Regions from separate parts of the Mus musculus genome. Here region 2 is linked to region 1. The links are chromatin contacts, called in public HiChIP or PLAC-seq maps. All regions are on one chromosome and are shown on one strand. Each heading gives the region's core, a stretch centred on a gene start, on an enhancer-like site or on the middle of the called end of the contact. The rest is flanking DNA. Distances are from core to core; before and after follow the strand shown.

Region 1 (6,957 bases), core at 4,341-6,840:
CCAGAGGGCCCCGTGGGTAGCAGCAGGACCCAGGTTGAGCAGGGGGGGTCAGTGGCAGGTCACTGTCATCATCAATCATGCAGGAGCCTTTTGTCTGCAGGGGCAGGGTCTGAGCTAGGCATGGAGCAGAGCAGGTGAACCAACAGTTTAAAGGATTCACTGGTGACGAGAGGGTGGGCGGTAGGCAGGAGCTCTTGGGGTGTGGAATCTGCGCAGGGAAGGAATGCGCTATCCCACAGTCCACAGGCAGCAGTGCAGGCTTGCAGGTCACAAGCTGCGCCTTCCCAGTGCTCAGGTGTTCTTGACACTGAGTTCTTAGGCACGTCTCCATCTCCTTTTTCTTTTCTCTTCTTTTCTTTTCTTTTCTTTTCTTTTCTTTTCTTTTCTTTTCCTTTCCTTTCCTTTCCTTTCCTTTTTTTTTTTTTTTTTTGAGACAGGGTTTCTCTGTGTAGCCCCCAGCTGTCCTGGAACTCACTTTGTAGACCAGGCTGGCCTTGAACTCATCTCCTTTTTCAATATCCCTTTCACCACAACACTAACAAACTTAGAAGGAACTAAGAAACACATTGTTGCACTCAATTCAGAGAAACTTAAAGTCTAAAGGGAAAGAATATATTCAGGGGGACCACACACACATACACACACATACACACACACACACACACACACACACACACACACACACACACTTGCACACTGTGTTGTGTTAGTAATCTCATGTGTTCACAGAGGCTGGCTGTGGATGGAGCTCAAGATGGAGTCCTTCACCAGAGCAAGAACCAGCAGCGCAATGAAGTGAAGTAGCTCGCTTTGGCTCCATGGCGGGAGGCAGATGGGGCCAGAATTCTGCCTCAGGCTGCTAGGTTCTATGACCACCGGGGCCCACGGCAGTGTCTAGCTTGTGTAGAAGCAGTGAGGTCGTTGATGTGTTCTTGAGTGGAAGGAAAGGCTTAGGTGAGCAGGCAGAAGCAGACTGTAGCAGGGAGAGGGCGGAGCCAAGCCAGGCCAGGAGGGGTGTGGGGAGGAAAGCATTGGGGAGGCTGGAAAGTGTAAAGGATTTGTGTAGGGGTGGGGTGGGAGGGAGCTTTCAGAGGTGGGTGGGCCTGGTACCTGTTGCACGGGAATGACTGAGCTTTATTTTAGTAGAGGAGGAGGTGGTGAGGGAGGCCTGGAAAGAGAGGAAGAAATTTGGTGTGTTCCTTATGAGGAGGAGGTGAAGTTATCTGGGCACTCAGCTGGAGCTGGCAAAACCTAAGGAACCAAGTGCCAAGAGGGCTTTCACTGCAGGCCTGGTTCTGCCTGAGGCATCTGGGCCAAGGTCACCAAGCTAAGTCATGTCTCGGATTCCAGCGACCTTGCTCTTTAAATAAAGGGATTAGGCCAGATAATCCCCTGACTATAAAATTCTGCATGTGGTGGGAGCTGAAGAATGGGGTGGGGGGGGGGTAACCAAGGACGGGTGGTGGTGGTGGTGGTGGTGGTGTGAAGAACCCAGAAGCAATGGGAACCTGGAGTTAGAATGGAGAACAGGAAGGAAGCTTAAAAAAAAAATAACCACCACTAACTACCAACAAAAAACCAAAGCCTTCCCTCTCGATTTGTTTTGCTAGGTGGAAACCAAGGCACAGACAGGCTAAGCTTCCCAGGTCATACAGCACCCCACTGGGAGGTCCACCATCCAGGCTCTGGCCTTTAGCCTGCTAGAGTCACCTAGGCCTCATCCCCTCAGAGAGGAACCCGTGGGGGAGACTTAGCCCAGAGCTGGGTGGAAGAGGAGTGCGTAAGCAGTGCCCATTTCACCGCATAGGCTGAGTAATGGCCCCCACAGGTGGCTGGCCACAGTGCAGAGCTACTGCCCCGGTTGGTTCCACTCTTTGCCCTGTCAAGCAGTGATTACCAATGCTCGTCTTAAAATGGTAGGCTAGACTCTGCCTGTGCCAGGGGTGGTGTTGGTGGTGGCTGTCGTGGCGGTGGTAGTGGTGGCAGTGGCAGTGAGGCCCTGACATCCTGAAAGCCATCTACAGAGGAAATTGAAGACTAGGTGGGACTGAAGCAAATGCCCTCTGTGGTGGCAAATCCTCCGGGGCATGTGCGCCTTTGTTGCTTTTGTAGGCCCAGAGCCCTGCTCCTTATACTCCCTGTGACTGGCATGAAAGGAGTGGGTAGTTGGCCTGCAGCTTGGGCGTGGCTCGGTGGGTGGAGGTGGCCTGGCTGAGTGCTGCTTGGGTTGTGACACTTCTGTGAACCTCACTCCCTCTGGGCTCCTATTAGCATGCTACTCCAAGGGAGGCTGGTAAAAGTTAACTGGCCTTCCTGCCTTTAGCAGGCCAGGGGTGGGTCAGGGAAAGGTCACTGAAACCTGCAGGATTGATGGTCCAGGAAAACGTCTCTACCCCGTTTCTTCCAGGGTGAGAACTGGAACCTATTCCCAAAGGGATCCCTTTCAGGGGTCTTGTTTCTGCGGGCCAGCTCTTCTCCAGCCTCTGGGTCCACATCTGGGGATGGGAAAGTATATAGCAAGAGCCAGTGGGCAGACTCTGAAGGGATGACAGGCCGTGGAATTTGGGGGCCCTGGCCAGGTGTGACCCCAGCCTCTGACCCCTGGTGGCCTGGAGGGTAAAGAGGTGGGAGGTGGCGGTTGGGAGGAGGTTGCTGGCTAACATTTACCAGGATCTTTGAAGCTGTAAATGCTTCCCCCAGCCCCTGCTGGGATCGATGGGGTCAGAGTTCACTGGCACTGGCATGGTTGCCTGACTCTTGAGTGGGCTGGGAGTCTTGCAGGCAGATGGGGTAGGGACCCATGTGATGATGGGACATTCTCTAGAGGTGGAAGGCTCATGGGAAAATGATATTTTTGGTGCTGTGGCTTGGATCATGCCCAGCGACTTGGAGGCTTTGGGAGGGGCTGATAGAGGTTGTTTTTGTCAAACGCTCTCGTGTCTCTTGGGTAGGTTTCCCAGGTTGTGTTTGGTCACACTAAGATCAGCTACTGAAAAATGAAGGAGATTGAAAGTCTGCCTCTGGCAGGTTTTAGTTGACATGTCCTGGACTGCCCAAGGTTTCAGGTCCCACTCAATGCTCTTTCTTGCCTGGAACCCCCCCACCCCCACCCCAGTCCTATTTCTTCTGCATGCCTGGGTCTTCCCCTTCTCAGCACGAACCCTATTTACCCATTATGTCACCTCTTACAGGAAGCTTTCTTGGAACGGCTTTTGCTCCTGCTCAGTGTCAGCTCGTTCATTAACCCACTCAGCTAATATTGATAACCGTGGGGGCAGCACCTGTTCTTCTGGGAACGTGTCACTGCATGTAAAGGCAGCCCCAAGTCCTTCCTTCAGGAAGCCTATATTCTCCAAGGCAATAATAGCTAACATTTATATAGCTCTGCTTGGTTTTATATATATATATATACACACACACACATATATATTAATGTGTTTAATCTGTAGCCCACCTCTATGAGGTAGAAATAGCCTCCACATTACATGATGGCCATTTATTATAATTTGGCCACAGATCCATGAGAGAGGTAATATTTTTCTCCTTTTCCCAATGTAAAAAACAAACAAACAAACAAAACCAAGACTGACAGGGGTCAAGATCACAGAGCCAGTAAGCAGTCGTTTGAAGCTGCTGAGCCCCAGCCTGGCCAAGTACAAGTTGCTTTCTTATAATAATACTGATGTTCGTTTCTGTTTAGCATTTTCTTATTTATTTATTTTTTCCACATCATCTCCATCATCCTAGAACCTTCCCCCAAGGTAGTGACCTTGGCTTGTTGATGCCTATTCTTTGAACACCCACCATATTGGGCAATTTAATTGGCATCCAATGAATATGGCCCTGTTGATTGGTTGCCTGTTGTAGCAGATGGTGAGAAGAATGCAGGAGTGGATACATTTTTTTTCTTTTTGTCTACTTATTTTTTTAAAGGTTTATTTATTTATTATATGTAAGTACACTGTAGCTGTCTTCAGACACACCAGAAGAGGGTGTCAGATCTCATTATGGATGGTTGTGAGCCACCATGTGGTTGCTGGGATTTGAACTCGAGACCTTTGGAAGAGCAGTCAGTGCTCTTAACTGCTGAGCCATCTCTCCAGCCCCCTTGTCTACTTATTTAAACAATTAAAAATCACACTTACTTATGCACGAGAGCCCTTGCATGGGGGTCAGAGAACAACTTGCAAGAGTTGGCTTAAGCCTCTCATTAGGTGAGTATCAGAGACAGAGCTAGCTCATCAGACGTGGTGGCAAGTGCCTTTACCAGCTGAGCTATCTCACTGGTCTTAGTTTGAATTTTATTCATCTATTTGTGGTGTGTGTGTGTGTGTGCATATGGCATGCGTATGTGTGGTTGTTGGAGAACAACTTGCTAGAGTTCTCTCCATCTACTCTGTGGATCCCAGGGATCAAACTCGGGTCTTCAGGCTGGGTGGCTAGTACCTTTATCCACAGAGCAATCTTGCTGGCCCAGCAGCTGATATTTATCTGTTAGTCTCAAAGCTGGGTCTTGCTAACCATGATCAGTTTTAGTCTTTACAGCTGTTACAGAAACTAGCCTTCAGCAAGCAGACAGCGAGTACATGATCAGGCTAAGATTTGAACTATAGCTTTCTCTGAGTAAAAATTCTGTGTCCCCTCCCCCAACCCTTTCTTTACCACCACAGGCTTATTTCTGGGAAGGTGGCCTCGGTGGAAAGTCCTAGGGTGAAGCTGCTTGGATGCTTGCTCTTCCATCCCTACCTGGCTCAGGGAGACAGGAACTGGGTGGTCCTTGGTAGACGGAAAGGCATCTTGGGAAGTAGAGGCTTTCTGGCTGCAAGTATAACCTGTTGAGATGTCTGAAGTGGTTAAAGGGAAGTGGATCACATTATAGGTGTTTGGTTTTACCGTTACTGCTGAACTGGTAACAGCCTGTTCCAGGGCAACAACTGGATTCAGGAGGAGCTGGCAAATGCCACGGGCAAATGCCACGAAGGATTATGGCAGAGTGGATGGTAGTCTTAAGGCCTGAGGCAGAGACAGAGGGTTCCTTTTTTTACGTATATTTCATTCCTTTGTTCTGACATCTGCTTCCCTTCTCCATTTCTTTCAGGCAAGAGAGAAGAACACAGTAGGGTTTCCTGATCCATTCATGTCTCAGTGGGTCCAGTAGACTGGGCAACTGGGGGACATATGAAGAAATGGGGTACACGAGGGTGTGTGGATGAAAGCAAAACACCCCCAAAACCAAACCAAAACCCCAAAACCAAACCAACTAACCAACCAACCAAACAACCTCCCTCCCCCGAACCCAATGTCTTGAACCTCCAGGTCCCCACTCTGACCAGCAGGGCTTTTAGGGCCCTACCTCTCCCATTGGATAGCATGCCAAGTCCTCAAGCCCTTTGGCTAATCTCCTATTTTCTTTACTTAGAGTCAACATTCAAGCATACTGCACCCGAATGGACTAAGCTTACTGAAGTCACCCGCAGGTAACTTGATAGACGGCTGAGACAGCGCCCATGGTGGGAATTAGGCAGTGCCTGAGCCAAAGAGACATGGGGAAATGACCTTGAGTGAATGTGGCACGCAGGTGGCCTTGTTTCACAAGAGGATATCACCTGCTCTGCATCTGCCATGCAGACTGAAGGCTCTGTGCGTCTAGTGTCTGTAGGGTTGATGGTGATAGAGGCTGGGACCATGTGTCAGCAGCCAGGCCTCAGGCAGAAAGGCAGAACCTCTGGTCCTGCTCTGGCTAACTGGCAGCAGATAGGGCAGTTGACAGAAGAGAAGGGAGTGGGTCCCATTGTTCTCAGGTGTCTCCAGCCCTCCACCCTAGCTGCAAAAGATTATTCCAGCAAATGATCTGATCTCTTCTTAGGGTCAAGGGTCACAGTTGAGAGTGGCATTGTCAGACAGGTGTCGTAGGAGCCCTATGCTGACGCCTGCCAGTTCCAGAAGGCGACACTGCTCTGTACAGGGGCCAGTGGCAAAGGAGAAACTTAGAGGTCTTTTGATTTGATGAGCATTGTTAGCTCTGACTTCAGATAAGCAGAGCAAACAAGCCACAGCCCAAGTGGGAACTGGTTCTGCCCCTTTGCTTTGCTTTTCTAAGTCACGAAAGCCAAGCTCCTAAAGCCTGAATACCTCCTACTTTCTGATGGTTGGTTCCATTGTGTTGGTTTTTTTTTTTTTTTTTTTTTTTTATTGTGCTCGTGACAAGTGCTAACAGACCGCTTTCAAAGTGTGTTGATGTTTCGGTTGTTTGTGAATGGCCCTTCTGTTTTGCCGCATCTGGGCAGCATTAGAGTCTGGCTCCAGGGAACAACTGGGTTCCTATAAAAGTGTACCAGGTCCCCTTATGTGGAAAAACTGGCCAGGACAAGATCAGACACCCATCTGGGCAGGAACATACAGCACAAATGTGAACATCACTCAGTAGCTGCAGAAGCCAGGTCAGGCTGGGAAGAGGCCAGTGAGCCATGCCAAGTGGACTGTGGGTGTTCTCTTTCTGTGTGTGGACACTTTGTGATCTTCCTGAGGGAGGATAGCAACCAGAAGAGTGCCTGGCACTAGGCAATGCCACCAAATATTTATTGTCTCTCTGTCCTCTTAGCTCAAGTTGCTTGTCAATCACCAAGCATACGAGGTTCCTGAGAACTGACCACACAGGGGCCAGAGTTGGAACACACGGGGCAGTCTAGAGTTCAGGGGTTTACTAGGAAAGACAGGCAGACCGTACCTGTTTGATAGCTGAGCTTTCTTGAGGGACCTTTTGGTATATGGCTCAAAGGCTAAAGCGGGGAACGGTTGGGCAGGGTTAGCATGTTTCCTCCAGACTCCATCTTGGGGTGGTATGGCTGTTTCCTTTGTGTTTCTGTTCTATGTCCCGCCTTCTTCGCTATCCTTGATCTCTAGTGTGTTAGAGCACTTTAGGCTAAACAAAGCCAGGTTCAAAATGGCTTCCTCCAG
Region 2 (6,279 bases), core at 478-2,977, 410 kb before region 1:
AACAGGACAGGGTCTCATTCTGTATGCCTGGCTGGCCTGAAACCCACTATGTGGACCAAGCTGAACTCAGACAAGCAGTAAAACAATTCCCCCTCCCCCTCCCCCTCCCTCTATTCCCAAGTACTGGGATAACAGGTATGAGCCACCATACCTAGCTTTGCACTGGAGAATTCTATCGAAAGCTCAAAGAAAATATAGACACAGCAATGTTGTACAACTACTCCAGAGCACAGGAGTATGTTCCAGTTCACTCTACAAAGCTAGCATATGCCAAACAAGACTGGGAGGGCACTGGAAGGAAAACTATCAGCTAATATCTCTCTCGAACTCAGATGCAAAACTCCCAGTTAAACATCCACTGACTGGAAGTCCCCCTTGAGGAGAAGCCTGGTGCCAGCTCAGGCACAAGCCTCACTTTCCCGGGCTTCGTGGCTAGGAATCCAAGCCACTAGAAAAGTGCTCCTCGGCAAGTAGGGCAACTGAGCTTTGTTCTGGGGGCTACGAAACCCAGCGCTGAGCCCCCCTCCCGGGGCGTGGCAGAGGGGAGGAGCCGCGGAACACAAAAGCAGAGGTGGTGGAGAAAACCCCGCAGAGAAAAAAGGCTGCAGGCAGCCGGAGCTTGGAGCTTAGCGGATAATGAGGGTGCTCTGTGGAGTCCTCAGTGCCGTCTTGACAAGGTTGCTCCCTCCCTCCCAAGCTTACTGTTTTGGAAACAAGTTCCTATTGCAGGATATTCGATCACATTGTGACCCCCTGAGACTGGGGGGGGGGGGGGGTCTAGTTGTGGTGTGGTTCAGCCCTTAGCACACTCCTTTAATCGTCTCTAGCACATACCTTTAATCCCAATGAAGGTAAAGTTAATTTGTAGAAGAAAACACAAAAGTGACATCTAGGGCTGGAGAGATGGCTCAGCCGTTTAGAGCACTGACTGTTCTTCCAGAGGTCCTGAGTTCAAATCCCAGCAACCACATGGTGGCTCACAACCATCTGTAATGGGATCCAATACCTTTTTCTGGTGTGTGTTGAAGACAGCTACAGTGTGTTCCTATAAATAAAAATATCTCTTTTTTAAAAGTGACATCTAGTTGAGTGGCAGACGAAGTGGCAAATCAGATAAAGATTTGACAGAATAGGAAGTAGCAGGTAGTTTCTACTACCTCGCTTTAAGCTCTGGACAGACAGAGGTACCAGCCCCCACCCTGGTTCCTGTGGATCTGAGGATAAAAGACACGCATTTTTATGTGTTTTAACTCAATGGTCAGGCACTTCTAAGCCTCCCTCAGCTAACTTTCCCATGGCCCTTACTCCCCTTCACTCCCAGCTTAACACCTCTAAATCTGCCCTCAGTCTAGCTGTTCAGTTACCTTTAGTCTTAGCTCAACACCTTTAAATCTGCCCTCGGCTTAGTTGAACTTCTGATCTCCCTCCTGCAACCCCAGGCCCAGTCAGGCTAGCAACCAATAGTCACTCCACCCAAGATTTCACATGGCTAGTGGCTCTCTCTCCCTCTGAAGCATGGTGAATTTTCTTTCCCCTTCCTGCATCTATCAGCCTGCCTATGGGAACCTGGAAGTCGCACCTTTTCCACCCAGCCATTGGCTGCCAACATCGTTATTGCTCGATCAAGAACCAATTGGAGAACAGGACCTTCAGTATTTACATGCAAATTCCCGGGCCAAAGCATCAGAACCGCCCCCTACAATAGGATACGCCCAACTTTCACAAGAAGAGAGAGGAAAGGGGCAGTTTACAGAGACAGGTTGTAGAAAGAGAGAGAGAACAAGCCAGACACGGGTGAGGACAGAAAACCAGAGAATGAGAAGGAGCAGAAGATTAGAACAGATTGCTGGAATTAGTTTGTGACCAAACCAAACAATTCAGTAAGAAACTGAGAGGTCAGACGGAATCAGACAGCTTGAAGAGGAGTTTGAGCCAGGACAGCTGAGTTGAATCAGCTATCCAGTGCTCAATAAGAACTAGGAAGGGGTGAGTTTCTCTATCAGTAAGTCTCAAAGGCTGAAAATATTCTAGGTCTAGATAAGATTGTATGGAGGTTAGAAGTTTCTAAGACTAGGCCTAGTTTAGCAGAAGGCAACGATCTTCCAGAGAACAGGTGAGTTAAAGATACTTCAACATGTTCCTATAGGTTTCTCAAGGTAGGCATTGTCACTCTGTCGTATCCTGTTTGTGGCTGTGGTCCAAGGGTTTGGGGAGTGGGTATGTGGCAGAACATCACTGAAGCTCCCTAAACGCAACAGGATTCAAGCGAGAGAAACCAGAAGCTGAGGAGGGAACTTGGCTCGCTTTTCAGACTGGAAGCTCAGCTTTGCTGAGGCAGGGGAGTGAGGTCTAGGATTCTGATGAACAGCTCAGCTCCCGGCCATGCACATTCGTGCTGGGGTTATATCGGGCTAATCTGTCCCGTTCTAAGTAAACTCCAGCCTAGCAAGCTTGGGCTTGTGCTGTCTCTTCTAGTCAGCAAAGAATGGAGCCAAGCTGTTCCAAACCACTCCCCTGCAGCGATCGATGCAAGAAAAGAAAGTGGTGACAATCCCTCAGCTGTTGGTCTCACCACAGGGTGCGTAGCCCAGGAAGATACTGAAAGAAGTACAGACTGACAGAGGTACAAACAGAGGCCAAGGCTGTCCCTGCATAGAGGCCCAGAAAGGCCATTACATAAAGCTGTGGGGGTGGAGCCAGATTTCACTGGAGACCCCAAGATGGTAAGGATGCCAGACTCGTGGGATACCTGCCAAGGAGAGCTGCTAACAGGGAGTGGGACCAGCCGAAGAGAGAGACGTGTGCAGCTCTCCACAAAGCTGGAAGGAGTGGGGGACCTAAAGAGTACTTTGACATCAGACATGGATACGAAGTTCTGAGTGTACCCAACTGATGTTTGGTCTTGCTTTTGGTCCAGTATTTCCTCACTAGGCTCCCCCCCCCTTTTATATTCTATGTCATTGTATGTTAGAAGCATGTGATCTGCCTTTTGGTTTTACAGGAGGTTGTAGTGAAGAGATTGCCATGAGTCTCCAAAGAGACTTTAAACTTTGGACTTTTAAACAGTCCTAGGACCGTGATGGACTACAGATAGGATTTTTGAGGTTGAACTGAATCTATTTTTGCATTATGATATGGCTACAAGCCCCTGGGAACCAGGGAATGGAATGTGCTTGTTTGAATAATAATGCCCCCCCCCCCACAGCATCATATATTTGACTGCTTAGTTACCAGGGAGTGGAACCCTTTAAAAAGAATTAAAATGTGGAAGTATGACCTTTTTATGGAGAAAGTGTGTCACTGGGAGTGAGTTTTGAGGTGACAAAGCCCATGCTAGCTCCAGTGTCTCCCTGACCCTATAGATCAGGATGTAACTCTTATCTACCTCTCCAGCACCATACTGGCCTGCTGCCATGCTTCCTGCCATGATGATAATGGACTAAACCTCTGAAACAGTAAGCCAACCCCCAACCAAATGCTTTCAATGTTCATGGTGTCTCTTCAACACAATGGAACACTGACTAAGTCTCTCTCTCTCTCTCTCTCTCTCTCTCTCTCTCTCTCTCACACACACACACACACACACACACACAATCAAAACCAAGAAACAGAAAATAAGGGTCAGATTATGTTGAGAATTAGCCCACATTTCCATGTATTCATAGGGTCAGAGAACCTGTCTTCAATAACCAATACCACTTGGGTAGGAACCTCCTCTAGGATAAGGAATTTATTTCATATAACTTTCAAGATATTTACAGAATGTCTTTGGGTAAACATCTCAGAAGTTATTTATTGGAATGAGAATTTTTATTTTGTTTGGTTTGTTTGTTTGTTTGTTTTTTGAGACAAGGTTTCTCTGTATAGCCCTGGCTGTCCTGGAACTCACTTTGTAGACCAGGCTGGCCTCGAACTCAGAAATCCGCCTGCCTCTGCCTCCCGAGTGCTGGGATTAAAGGCGTGCGCCACCATGCCCGGCTCGGAATGAGAATTTTTAAACACTGATCGTAGCAGAAATGGGTTTTTAACGACTAAAACATCCTCTTGCAATGACATGCTGATTGTGACTCGTCTCCACTGCTTCAAGCTTGTGGGGTTAGGGGGGTATTGCAAATAGTAGAAATATTTGTACTTTTCATATTTTCATGTTTTTTCTTCTTCAGTTATCATCTGGCTATAGTCTTAACTAGTCTCCAAAGGCCCACATATAAAGACTTGGTGCCCAGCCTATGCCATTGTTGGGAAGTTGTGAAACCATAAAGAGGTGGGGTCTAGTGGTAGGACATATGTCACAGGCACATGCCTTTGAAAGGGAAACTAAGGGCTAGCCTTTTCCTCCTTCCCTTTCTTCCTCCCTGTCCCAGACTCTGTTGCTGTGACTAAACACCCTGACCAAAAGCAACTTGGGGAAGAAAGGGGTCTTCATCTCTTACAAGTTAGAGTTCATCATAAAGGAGGACAGGGCAGGAACTCAACCTGGAACCCTGGCAGCGGGAACTGAACAGTAGGAACTGAAGCAGAGGCTAATAGAATGTTTTCTGGCTTGCTCTCCAGATCATATTTGGCTACCTTTCTTACACGTCCTATTACCATTTGTCCAGAGGTAGTACCACCCACAATCCCCTGAAACTCCTCATATTAATCACCAACCAAGAAAATCCCCCTCACAGACATGCCCACAGGCCAGTCTGATGGAGGCAACGCTACAGCTGAAGTTCCCTCCTCCCAGATAGCCTAGATCAGCAGTTCCCAAGCTGTGGGCAGAGAGCATTGGAAAACACATATTTCTGATGGTCTTAGAAACCCCCAACCATAAATTTGTTTTTATTGCTAATTCATAGCTGTTATTTTGCTATTGAGCAACGCCTTAGTTCCTAAGACCATAGGAAAAATGTATTTTCCAATGGTCACAACCCAGGGGTTGAGAACCACTGGTTCAAATTGTGTCAAGTTGACAAAAATAAACAGCACTCCTCTGCACTGGTCTGTCCCCATCATTATCATCAGACTGTCTTGACCCACCACCTCCCAGTAATGGCACAGAGACCTTTTATTGTTTATGAAAGCTTAGACCTTATAGCTTAGGCTTGTTCCCAACTAGTTCATATAATTTAATAACCCATTTATACTAGTCCACGTTTGCTACATGACCCATCACCTCTCATTCAGTCTCCATCCGACTTCCTGTATATCTGGCTGGCAAATCCACACCTCTCAATTCTTCCCACAGTTCCTATCTCTTCCCGGATGTCCTGCCTTTCCTCTCCTGTTCTGCTGGAGGTCAACAGGCCTTTATTTAACCAATCAGAAGAGGACAGAGAAGATGTTTACAAAATACTTAGGCAGTAAAAATAACAATACCAAGGTCCAGTTTGTAGTCAACTCTGAGTCAATACAGAAATCAACATTTGAATAATAAAAAGACAACCTTTACACAGTGCACAAAAACACACCATGACATAAACAGCATCCACTGATTCATGATTGATCATGGCCTAACACTCCCCAAACTGTACACTAAAACAAACCTTCCCTCTTTCTAAGTAGGTTATCACAGGCATTTTATTTTTCCTTAGTGATAGATGTTGGCTAACATGCTTTCTGTCTTCAGGGATGTGACCTACTCTGGGCATAAGCTTCATGTCTATGCATCTCCCCTCCCCCACTTATCCATCAAAAAACTATTCAAAATTTGAAGCTACCACCCCAAAACTTTCTGGGATTGGTGTCTTATCTTTTTTCCACCCCTACATGTCCACTTGAATTGCTGCATGCCATACCATATCACTCCCATTAATTGGTGAGTGTTCCTGGTTTGCAGAAAAATGTTTCATTGTCAATGTAAGGAAACAGATTAACGGACAATCACCTTGCCCCTGACTTGTCCCAGAACCTAAGACTTGGAAATCCCACCCACATGATTCAGTGTTAACCACCATGCTGTATTCTTTCACTGGCTCACTGCACATGCTCCGAAGACACTATAAAAGTCCACCCCACTACCCAGTCCACAGAATCTGATCTTTAATCATTTAGTTATTATTAGAAATTTTGACTAGAGACATGTCTGCTCCTGACAGTACCCCCTTCATCATTCAAAGTAGATGTTGAGCATCTTTACCTCCAGGCAAGTTTGCTTATCCTGGCATACAAAATACTGTCCAAAAAGGACAAACAGATGTGGGATAGTTGACTGCTAAGCTCTTCCTCGACCGAGTAAGCTAGTCCTTCATATGCCCACTTCATTTCAGGGCCTACCAGATGGATCTAGGCCAAAAG

What was found. HiChIP or PLAC-seq counts read pairs in DNA pulled down with a chosen protein or histone mark.
Region 2: an H3K27ac HiChIP or PLAC-seq map of extraembryonic endoderm stem cells shows a contact between it and region 1. The contact joins two enhancer-like sites. A contact is called at or near these places in 1 of 39 promoter capture datasets (pre-B cells) and 2 of 115 datasets of contacts at active chromatin or transcription factors (extraembryonic endoderm stem cells and pancreatic cancer cells).

The regions. Positions count from the first base shown.
Region 1 is chr8:26,839,999-26,846,955 of GRCm38.p6, reverse strand. No RefSeq gene overlaps it. Among named protein-coding and RNA genes, the nearest start is that of 2310008N11Rik, 19 kb to the right of the region's middle. Within about 2 kb of position 5,590, at least 36 of the 459 cell types and tissues checked have an H3K27ac peak or open chromatin away from gene starts, as enhancers often do. A contact at or near this core is called in extraembryonic endoderm stem cells, where this site is marked.
Region 2 is chr8:27,246,324-27,252,602 of GRCm38.p6, reverse strand. No RefSeq gene overlaps it. Among named protein-coding and RNA genes, the nearest start is that of Eif4ebp1, 11 kb to the left of the region's middle. Within about 2 kb of position 1,727, at least 36 of the 459 cell types and tissues checked have an H3K27ac peak or open chromatin away from gene starts, as enhancers often do. A contact at or near this core is called in extraembryonic endoderm stem cells, where this site is marked.